Linked DNA regions of Ovis aries: region 2 is linked to region 1. The links are chromatin contacts, called in public Hi-C maps. All regions are on one chromosome and are shown on one strand. The core of a region is the stretch at or near the end of the contact, and the rest is flanking DNA. Distances in the headings are between cores, read along the strand shown.

What was found. A called contact is a pair of places that touch in the nucleus more often than the background predicts.
Region 2: a contact with region 1 is called in a Hi-C map of skin fibroblasts, with 5 times the contacts expected there. The contact joins the promoter of ARHGDIA here to the promoter of RAC3 in region 1. A contact is called at or near these places in 5 of 16 Hi-C or Micro-C datasets (blood, liver, skin fibroblasts and 1 more).

The regions. Positions count from the first base shown.
Region 1 is chr11:50,375,534-50,381,052 of ARS-UI_Ramb_v3.0, reverse strand. It overlaps RAC3 (Rac family small GTPase 3), which reads left to right and starts at 2,071. Exons shown (of 6, transcript XM_027974294.2): 1 at 2,071-2,184; 2 at 2,775-2,846; 3 at 3,039-3,156; 4 at 3,303-3,365; 5 at 3,766-3,925; 6 at 4,054-4,569. The coding sequence starts at 2,150. The coding sequence ends at 4,184. LRRC45 (leucine rich repeat containing 45) reads left to right here. Exons shown (of 16, transcript XM_012186412.4): 14 at 242-415; 15 at 505-652; 16 at 898-1,527. The coding sequence ends at 1,094. It overlaps DCXR (dicarbonyl and L-xylulose reductase), which reads right to left. Exons shown (of 8, transcript XM_027974292.2): 8 at 5,215-5,519.
Region 2 is chr11:50,519,077-50,524,595 of ARS-UI_Ramb_v3.0, reverse strand. It overlaps ARHGDIA (Rho GDP dissociation inhibitor alpha), which reads right to left and starts at 3,088. Exons shown (of 7, transcript XM_060395788.1): 1 at 2,345-3,088; 2 at 2,133-2,258; 3 at 1,323-1,539; 4 at 1,138-1,221; 5 at 697-773; 6 at 554-617; 7 at 1-438. The coding sequence starts at 1,512. The coding sequence ends at 239.

The sequences.
Region 1 (5,519 bases), core at 822-3,321:
GTGACCACTTGATGGAAGCGGGGTCCAGACAGCAGGATGGTGTCAGCCTGGCACACGGGGGAGGCTCCTCATTTGAGTTGAGCCCATTCAGAGCAAGACATGTGTTAACTGTAGTGACAAAGTGGTTTCCACATTGCAAATATAAGCTCCCTTCAGCCTGAAGGGACAGGGGTCACTCCTCACAGGAGCTCAGAGCCACAGGCCAGAGAGCAGCTCACCTGTCCTCCTCCTGGGCCCACAGCAGCAGCACCAGGCTCACCTGGAGGAGAAGCTGCGGCTGCTGGCACAGGCACGGGACGAGGCTCAGAGCACCTGCCTGCAGCAGAAGCAGATGGTGGCCGATGCCCAGGTGCGGGCCAGCCAGCTGGGCCTGCAGGTGGAGAGCCTGAGGCGGCGCCTGGAGGAGCTTCAGCAGGTAGCTGGGACACTGAGGGCTCCCCGTGATGCCCCTGGACTGCCCCACCCCCAGCCACCACCTCACACTCACCCCTCCTCACCTGGCAGGAGCTGAGCAACAAGGACCAAGAAAAGGTAGCTGAGGTGACGAGGGTGCGGCTGGAGCTGCAAGAGCAGAATGGCCGCCTGCAGGCCGAGCTGACTGCCCAGGAAGCACTGAAGGAGAAGGTGGCGGCCCTGGAACGCCAGCTGAAAGGCGAGCTGAGCCCCAGGTCCCCCCACCCCCTGGCATCTCTGTAGGGCCTTTCTTACTAGGCCATCCCACAGGAGGAGGAGGAGGGCCGGGAGAGCTGAGCTTGGCCTAGGTCTTCGCTCCGGGAGGTGCTGCTGGTAGGGGAGGCTGGGTGTGTGTACGCGCAGAGGACCCTGAGCAAACCCCACCCCACCAGCCCCCTGGGGACCTCCTGGGCCCCCTTCCTCACTGAACTTCCTCTCCTGCAGTGATCGCGAGTGACCACCGGGAGGCGCTGCTGGACAGGGAGAGCGAGAATGCCTCTCTCCGAGAGAAGCTTCGCCTTAAAGAGGCTGAGATCGCCCGGATTCGGGATGAGGAGGCCCAAAGGGCCAGCTTCCTGCAAAATGCTGTCTTGGCTTATGTGCAGGGGTCCCCCCTGAGGACCTTGAGCCCCCAAAAGTGAGGGAGCAGGGAAAGTCTGAGAGCGGCAGGAAGGTGGCATCTGTCGGACATGTGTCTGGCTCCTGCCCCTCCCTTCTTCACCAGGAACAGGCCACTGGCAAGTCTGGGCTCTTTGCACAGAGTCTACAGCCAATAACGTGGAAAATCAGTGCTGGGCAGGATCTGAGAGCAGGACAGCTGCAGCTTACAACCAGGGTGCCTGTCTGGGTGGTGGGGTGGTCAAGAACCTGGCTGGCCAAGAGGGCCTTCCCCACTCTGTCATCCCCATCGCAGGGAGTGACATGCCTGAGAACAGACCCAGGAAGGGAGGAGCAATGTGTGAGCTCTCCCGGCCCCACCCACCGTGGTGCAGTCACCTTTTATAACCAGAGCTCTGCAGACCCAACTGCTCACCCTAGGGTATTTTGAAATACAGAATTTTGCACTTTGTGATACATTTTGGTTCCAGTGCCTTTCTCCCATATCAGTCTGTGCTCCCAAGCCCGGGCCCTGCAGGAAAGGCCGGCTTTCCAGGTGTGGCTGGGTCACCCCTTCTAACTGCTACCAGGTGGGGATGGTCTGGCTACTGCAGCGGACAGGAAGGGATGGGGGCGCAGCGGGCTGCTGGCCTTGAGGGTCTGTGGTGACTGACAGCAAATACCCGAGTTTTCACCAGCTGCCTTTTGGTTGGAAGGTAGGTGGGCCCAGGGGGTACTTTTGCCCACCGACCGCAACCTGTCCAGGTGGGTGGGAGCCGCCTGTCTGCGCTGCCCTCGCCCCATGAAGTGGGTCACAGGGAACTGGGGAGAGCCAGCCCGGGCTCAGACTCGCTGAGGGGTTCGTTGTGTCCCGCCCCTCACCAGATTTCTCTGCAAAGCGCATCTGCCCGGTTCGGGGCCGGTCCGCGCCCCCCGCCCGCCCTGCCGGCCGCGCTCGGCTGTCTCCGCGCCCGACGCTCGGCAGCGCTCGGCTCTCTCCGGCCGCTCGGCTCCGCGCTCGGCTCCGGTCCGCGGCCGCTGCGGCGCCGGGCATTTCTCCGCAGCTCGGCTCGCGGCCGCGCCCTCCCGGCCCGCGCCCATGCAGGCCATCAAGTGCGTGGTGGTCGGCGACGGGTGAGTGCGCGGCGCGGAGGCCGCTCGGCCGGGCTCGCCCGGCGGGGTTGGCTCAGGGGATCCTCCCGGGCAGGGCGCGCGGCTCCGGGGCGCGGCCAGGGCGGAGGAGGCGGCGCGCGCACGGGCCAGGGATCCCGGCTGGGGGTCCAGGCGCGGCGGCCCGGATGTGCCCCCGACCGGCCTGTGGGCGTCCGGGGACCGGGCAGGGGCGGGAGGACGTGGTGGGGTGGGGTCCCGGCTATTCGCCGGGCGCAGGCCTCCAGCCCAGGCCCACCTGATGCTGCCAGCTGCCCGCGGCCCCGCCCGGCCTCCGGGTGGGTGGGGCCAGGGCTCTCACCTGGGCTGAACCCTCAGCGGGTGCCACCCTCCCGATACCTGCCTGGGGCGCTGAGGCGGCTTGCCGCAGCCCGCACCCACCACTCTGTCCCCAAAGCCCACCTGCCCTGGTCTCCCTCCTGTCCCTCGTTCACTGCGGATCTGCAGGGCAGGCACCCCTGTCCCCACCCTGGGACCGTGGGAGGGGGGCGCCCTTGCTGAGCGGTGGGCAGAGGTGGACCTGGGAGCAACGTGGGCTCGCCCTCTCTCCACAGCGCCGTGGGGAAGACCTGCTTGCTGATCAGCTACACAACCAACGCCTTCCCGGGAGAGTACATCCCCACAGTGTGAGCAGGCGGGGTGGGTCCAGAGGTGGGGAGCAGAGGGTGTGGGCGCCTGTGCAGGAAGCTCCTCTGGGCTTTGAGGTGCGTCCCACGTGGCCCTAGTCTGGGCTCCTGGGGTGCAGCAAGGTGCTGACAGAGCTCCAGGTCTGTGCAGACTGAGAGCCCAAACACTGGCTGATCTCTCTGTTTCTGCAGTTTCGACAACTATTCTGCAAATGTGATGGTGGATGGGAAGCCCGTCAACCTGGGGCTGTGGGACACCGCCGGGCAGGAGGACTACGACCGCCTGCGGCCCCTCTCCTACCCACAAACTGTAGGGACCGCAGCGTGCCTGCAGGGGCCGGGTGGCTTGGGTAGAGGCCCGGAGGGCCTGGTGCGTGTGTGTGTTGGGGGCTGAGGCCATTCAGAGCCTTTTGACCCTTCCCACATGGTCCTCTCCTTCCTTCCCTTTCTCCCAAGGACGTCTTCCTGATCTGCTTCTCCCTGGTGAGCCCAGCCTCCTTTGAGAATGTTCGAGCCAAGGTAGGGCAGGGCAGGAAGCCGGGTTGGGCTTCCTGGGAGGGGCGGAGACTGCCCAGAGAACTTGTCCTTACAAGGCAGGGTCTCTTGCTTGAAGGCCTGACAGAGGCAAATTGTCCTTTGGAGGCAGAAGAGATGCCTATTCCACTTGGGGTAGGGCTGGTGAGTGCAGCTCTCAGAGAAAGGAGGGCCCTGACTGAGAGGCCCTGATGAGCTTGGAAGCTTCTTGGCATATTTTTGTTCTTGGTCATTGCTTTACCAGACCTACTGGTTGCCCTGTGAAGCAAGAAGGGCTAAGTGTGGGTCTAGGCACGAGGAAGGGCCCCTTGAGAGCTGTGGCTTGCTCTGGGCCAGGCGGAGGGCAAGGCCCCAGGGGTAGGGATCAGAGCCTCCATCCCCACAGTGGTACCCAGAGGTTCGGCACCACTGCCCGCACACGCCCATCCTCCTGGTGGGCACCAAGCTGGACCTTCGTGACGATAAGGACACCATCGAACGACTGCGGGATAAGAAGCTAGCGCCCATCACCTACCCCCAGGGCCTGGCCATGGCCCGAGAGATCGGTGAGTGGGCCCGTCTAGGCCTGCTGGTGCAGGGAGGAGAGGAGTGTGCTCTGGGAGCCACAGTGTTAGCCTGTGCTCCTCCCGCCCCATGATCTCTCCTAACTGCCCCCTTTCCTGGCCACCCCCAGGCTCTGTCAAGTACCTGGAGTGCTCAGCCCTGACCCAGCGGGGCCTGAAGACAGTGTTCGACGAGGCCATTCGGGCTGTGCTCTGCCCGCCTCCCGAGAAAAAGCCAGGGAGGAAGTGCACAGTTGTCTAGAGCCCCCGCTTCTGGAGGAGCAGCCCCTCCCTGCCTGTGTCTGTTGTGCTGAGATGTGTCCTTGAGTCTGCTGTGGGGGGTGCTGGGGGTGGGGAAGGGGAAGAAGCATGGGGATGAGGCTGCTGCTCCCGGGGCGCCGCGGGGACCATGGGGTCCTGTCTGCTCTGCCTCATCTTCGTGGGGACGCAGCTCCAGCCTCCCCTGGCCCCCACGGGAGGCTGGAAGGGAGCAGGGTCTCCCTCAGGCTGTAGGGGCGGGTCCGGGGCAGCCCCAGGATGGGCTTCCCAGATGGGGGAGTTTGGGGGGGGTGGGTTCTGTCCTTGTGCCCCACGATGGGGTAGCCCCTTCTTATTTTATACAATAAACCTTCATCTCCTGTTCTCGACTCACTACCTGCCCTGCCCAGGTCTCTCCCAGCCTATTCCTCCACCCGGGGGTGCTAGGCCCCCAACCCCTGCCAACCAAGGGTACAGAGCAGGTGAGCTTAACACTCCCCACCCCCCAGCCGAAGGCCAGTTGAGCCCTCTCAGTCTCCATAGGAGGGACCCAGATCAAAGTGAGAATGAGTGTGCTTGGCCCCTTCTGAATAAAGCAAGCTCCTCCTGTGCTCACCTCAGGCCTCTGGGAAGGCACAGCACCCTTCAGCAGCTCCCAGGGGTGGCACAGAACAGTCTGCAGTCAGGCCCTAGGGGGCCCTGTGGAGCCCAGGCCAAGGCCAGGGGTCACTCAACTGAGTGTTCACGAAGACACACCGTCAAGAGGGAGGGCGTCCTGCAGCTGTGGAGGTGTGGAGAAGATAGGAGGGGTGGCAGACAGGTCAACAGGTTGGGTTTGCTGGGCAGACACGGTGGGAGGTGAGGGGTGGGCCTGGCCTGTCACTAGGACTTCACCCCTGGGGCCTGCAAGGCACCACTCTGGGCAGATCTGTGACATGAAGCTAAGCTCCCCCGCAGTGGTGTGCAGAGGGTGGACTGCTGGAGTTCAGGAATTCTGCTAGCCAGTTTTTAAGTAACCACTATTAAGAATTACATAAACGTGAAATCAGTTGTATTTTAAAATGAAATTAACAAATACTCAACATTTGTTCCATGACTTCCTAAACATTTTTGTACATGTACTGTTAGCTGTGCTTTGGGGTGTAAGCCTTTTGTGTCTGTGTGGTGAGGACAGCATGGAAAAGTGGAGGACAGGCATCTCTGTGCCAGCTCCACCTCAAGGACATCACACAGGAGGGAATATGTCACCATGGAAGTTGGCAAATTCTACAGCTGGATCTTGCGCTGGACTGTGCCCAGTACATGGCGAAGGACTCACAACACTGAGGGAATATTCTCT
Region 2 (5,519 bases), core at 1,839-4,338, 140 kb before region 1:
GAGGTCGAGGCCTCCCTCCCCACAGCACAGGCGGAAGCAGCAACACTAGACCACCGAGGAGGCTGGGGCCAGCGGGCTGGAAGGGCGGAGGAGGGACAGGCCAGCCAGGAGGCAGCCCAGGGGCAGTGGCGGCAGCGTGGGCGGGCCCTGTCAGCACTTTGGTCTGGGGTCGGGGGGATGGGGTGGTGGGGTGGGGCGCGTCCGTCCTTCCGTCCGCCCGCCCTGCCCGCCTCCCGGCTCAGTCCTTCCACTCCTTCTTGATGGTGAGGTTCCATTCCCAGGACAGGTGGTCAGTCCTGTCGTCGTCTGTGAAGCGGGACTTGATGTTGTAGCTGCCTCGAGCCAGCATGCCCTTGGGCGCCTCCTCCATGGGCGTCAGGAACTCATACTCCTCCGCCCGGGGCCCATAGCTCCCCACCATGTAGTCAGTCTTGTCAACTGTGGGGCACGGGGAGGGCGTCCGTCAGGGAGCTGAGGCGGGCCTTTCCCCGCTCCCTCCCGGCGCCCCTTGAGCCCCCGGTGGCCACCTCCCTCCTGGTGCCCCCGCACTCACTCTTCACGCCTTTCCTGTACGTGTGCTGGATGTACTTCATGCCGGACACAATCTCTCGGTTCACCTGCAAGGAGGCACACAAGCGGGGCTCAGCCAGACTCTCCAGTCCGAGCCCCCAGCATCCCCCCAAGCCTCCTCCTTACCCGGAAGGAGATTTTTATCCGATATTCCACACCCTCCTTCAGCACAAAAGACTGCTTCTTGAAGCTCTCCAGATCACCTGCGTTTGAGAGGAACGCCACACTAGGAGGTTCAGGTAGGGGAAGCCACTCCGGCCCTGGTGGGGTGCCCTGTCTGCCCCTCTACACACACACACCCCCGGCATCCCAGGCCACACCAAACACACACACCCACACACCCACACCCACACACACACCCCTTGACATCCCAGGCCACACCCCAGACACCCACACACACCCCACCCTCCAATCCCAGGCCACACCAAAGCCAGAGCCTTATTAAAATCACTTGGTTGCACTTCCTAGGCTCCCCACAAGAGGGCGCCAGCATCTCAACAAATTATTTTTAGGGGAATTAGCAGGGTGCCAGGCAGCCCCAGCGAGGAACCTGGAGATGCCACTCACCTGTCAGGTCCAGCTCCAGGGGGCCCGGGGCAGTGCTACACACCAGGGTCAGTCGGGTCACCACAACATTGGGGACATTGGGGTCTGCAGAGTGACAGCAAGTTAGAGCTCCGCCAGCAGGGGAAATAGTGGCGGACACCCAGAAAAGCGACAGGTGTCCACACACCCCACCGGGGCCCACTTACCGGCAGACACAGCCACGCGGCCCAGGAGGGCCTCCTTGTATTTGCGCAGACTCTCGTCGTCCTTGTCCAGCTCCTGGATCTCCTGAATGCTCTTCTGGGCCGGGGGCTTATAGTTGACCGAGTGCTCGTCCTCCTCGTTCTCTGCCGCAATCTGTGCCAACTGCTCGGCTGTGGGCTCCTGCTCAGCCATACTCACCTCTAGCTGGATGTGAGACACCTGTGACCAGAGTAGCAGGGGCTGCGGCAGCCTGGAGGGACCCACAGTGTGTCCCCACCTGCCCTTCTGCAGGACCTGCAGGTGGTCTGCACTGGCTCTCTGCAAGTGGCCAAACCCCCAACCTGGGCCCAAGGGGAGGTGCACGTTCTCTAACAGGAAGGCAGTGACAGCCAGAACTTCATAAAAGGCCCAGACACAGGCTCCTGAAGCCCAAAGGGGCCACTCACCTCCTCGCCCTGCCCACCTCACAGGACCTCACCCCAGCATCCAGAGCTAAATGAAAGGAAAGCAGGCACAGCTTCCCTGCTGCCCAGGAAGCAGCAGCACCTGGGTCCAACCAGGAAGCACCAGGACCAAGTGCTGCTTCTTGTTCTGAGCTGCCTAGGCCCTCTCCTCAAGGAAACCCTCTTGCTGGGTTCTCTCTGACCAGCCTGTTCCTTCAAAAACGCCCCAGCTACAAACCAAGGCCTTTGTGCAGGACATGGGTCAGTCATGTCTCCCTCCAGCCCAAACACAGGTCTCCCCTAGAGCTCAGATGACGGGGCTAGCCTAAGTCCCACAGGTAAGTCCTGAAATGGCCTAAAAGACCCTACCTGTCCGACAAACCAATCTCTAATTGTGAGGGTCTGTGACCTAGAATTTGAGAACTGCTGCAGCCATGTGATGGGTAGTCTCAAGATCCTCCTTCCGCCCGGGCCCCAGAAGAGCCCAGAGCAATGCTGTCAAAGCGAGAAGTGATGGGGCAGCCACAGGACTTCCTTCGCTAAGGATGACCGTCGCACCCCGCAGAATCCCTGAGGAGTACCTGAAACCGACTCAGACTAGACCCGGCGGTGTGGGAGGTGGGTCAGGGCCACCGGTTGCCAGTAAAGACAGCCAATGCCGGGACGTGCGTGAGGACCCGATCTTACAAAGGGCCGCTGGGGACCCGGAACCGCCCGGCCGCCACAGGCAGGGTGGGGCCGGCTCGTTCTTTCCAAGCTTCCCTGCAGCTTCCTCTGGAATTCCTCTAGAAGGCTCACGCCTTAACGTCACTCAAGCGCGGCCGCAGGCGACAAAATCATTTAAGTGCGATGGCGAGGCCCGCACTTCCGCAGGGCCTGCAATCTGGGCCAGGCGAGGCCCGGCAAGCAGGGTGGGGCGCAGGGACCTCACCTCCCAGGGGAGGAGGCGTCCCGCCTGGCCCTGGTCCGCGCGCACCAGCAAGCAGGGGGCTGCCGAGTACGAGCAGCGACCACAAAAGAGGTCTGCACAGACCCCGGCTCCCACCCCCGGCACACGCGCCCCCGCCTCCAGATCCCCGCGCCCCCGATCGCACGTGGGCCCGCCCTGCGCCCGGGGCGCCGCCCGCTGTCAATGCCGCCCCCGCCCTGCGCAGATTCCCTCAGCGGGACTGGCGGGCGGGGCGGGAAGCGAGAACAAAGGCGCGGCCCCGGCCTCCTTCCCCGCGGCCGCCTCGCCCGCCGTGCCCACCGCGCTCGCTGGCCTCGCCGCCCGCACTCACCGGAGGATCGTCCGCGCCGCTCTCGCGCTCCCTCCCGCACAGAATGACGAACGTCGCCGCCCCGCCCGCGCGCGCCCTGCCGGCCACTTCCGGGGTCACGCGACTTCCGCTCGCGCCGGGCGGGCCGCGGATAGCGCATGTGCGAGGAGCTGCCGGCAGCGCGCCGCCGCCATCTTGCGGACCGGCCTCGTGGGCGCGTCCGTTTGGGCAGCGCGGCAAAGGAGACTTGTCCGGTTGGGGCTCCTGTGCTCTTTGCCACAGGCTTTTCTTAGTCCCGGGTATCCTCAGGAGTCTGCCGGCAAGCTGAAGGGGTGGGGAAGTGAGATGGTCTCGCTGAGCGCCACGAGAAACCTGAGCGCGGCATGGTATTTCTGCGAGGTGCTGGGACGCGCGTGTGTCACGGGCGCGTCTCCGTCAGCGGGCATCTCTCCCTTCGAGGGCCCGCTGCCATCACGCCGCGGGGACGAGCCGGCACAGCCGATCCCATCAAGTAGCCGAGGTCAGCGAGTGGCAGCTGTCCGGCCTTAGGCTGCCTTCGCGCCCACTCGCCGATGTCCGCCCTCCCGGAAGTTATCGTCGAACGTTCATCCACGGGTGTCCAAATAGCTCTCTCCAGGCCTTTCCCCTTCCAGCCCAAGTCACCATGCGGTCGCCCTTTTGGGAGCTCCTAGCCCAGACGCCACCAGGCGTGGCGACTATCGGACACATGCCCACGCCTTCAACCAGCGAGGATTTTGCAGCGCCAAGCCGGGCCTATGATTTGTAGCCAGGCTGGCGGAGCCTGCGCTGCCAACGCCGGTCTAGCATGCATCTCTTCTTCCTTCGCCTCCTCCTCGCGGAGTGCAAGACCTCAAATGCTTCACACCCGAGTCATCACAAACACACACCCCTGGATTGCACGTGGTGGGGGCGTTTTAGGTCACAGAACCTAATGTGAAATACTGACCTTGGTATCTTTTGGAAATGTCTTAACTTTGGGGGAATATTTGCGAGTTTTCTGTAATGAAGAGTCACATGGTCAGCTTAACATGTAGAAAGTTGAGTTGGCCAAAGGCAGAGCATTCCAATCTTGTATTTATTCCATACACACTTTTGAGGCTTCCTGTTGGCGCACCTGAAAACTGCCCGGCTAGTCCCCGACGCACTCATCCTGCGTCCTGCTACATTGCCCAATCGCTGACTGAGCAAAAGTTTGTTTTTCGATAACCCAAGTGCTTTTTGAAAACTATCTAACTCTGTTATATTAGTCACCTATTGCTGTGTAAAAACATAACCCTGGAATTTAGCAGCTTGAAACGACCAACATACACTGTCCTTACCGAGGATCAGGGAGAGCTCCGCTCGGTGGTTCTGGCTCGTCTAGTGAGGTTGTGGTTGAACTGTGAGCCAGGGACCTGGTTTCAGGATCTGCAAGCATTCCAAGCTTATGCACGTGCTGTGGGCAGGAGGCTCTGATCCTCACAGGCTGTTGGCTGGAGGATTTAGTTCCCTGCTGCCCACAGCTTCTGGCTTCTCTGTAAGGCAGCTGGCTTTCGCGGAGTGAGGCCTCAGAAAGAGAATCCGAGCCAGGGAAACAGCAAGTGCGCAAAACAAAGCCACAGTGCCCCTCACAACCTAGTATCAGAGGTGCCGTTGCTTCTGCTCTTCTGCTGGGCATGTGGAGCTTCCCCAGTACAGTGCTGGAGGGGAGCATGGGAACATGAGGACAAGGAGATGAGCTGGGCCATTCAGCCATCTTGGAGGTGGCCCACCACATGGATGGAGGCAGAAAGAATGGGAATATGAAGCCCAGAGTATCTGCCATCAGCGTCTACAGGTGCCCTCCAGCTTGTCTCCAACCCTGTGCCATGTGTGCCCTCATCTCCTTACCACGTGGAATAAGTTTGAAGCAAACCTCAAATGTTACCTCTACCATAAATAGTTCTACACACAATATTCTAAGTAAAAAGTTCCTTTGGGAGTTAATAACAGCGGTACCATCATCCCATGTATGTAACAAATTACTCCAGAACTTCCTTGGTGGTCCAGTGGTTAAGATTCTACAGGGGGAACAGGTTCAATTCCTGGTCAGGGAACTAAGATCCCATATGCTGCTTGAGGTGATAAAATGAAAACAACAACAAAAAGATGACCGCGTTGCATGGCGCTCAGCCCGGGCTATTGACACAAGGACTTTCCCACAAGGCTCCTGTGGAATTTTGGCCACTGGGACTTCAAAAACAAATGTTCCAAGAAACCTGTTTTCTGTGCCTGAAGGAAGGGCAGGGCCCAGCAGTAAGAGTAGGTGAGAATCAGGAATAGAGATATATGAAACAGTAGCCAATATTCAGTTCACAAATCACTCAGTTTATTACATACAATTACAAAGGAGGGACAAAGGGGTAATGAACCACTCCAGGGAGAAGCTTGAAATGGAGCTTGAAATGGAGGCCTGTCAGCAAGAGCAGCGTCTTTGGTCCCGGGGCCATAGGTCTCA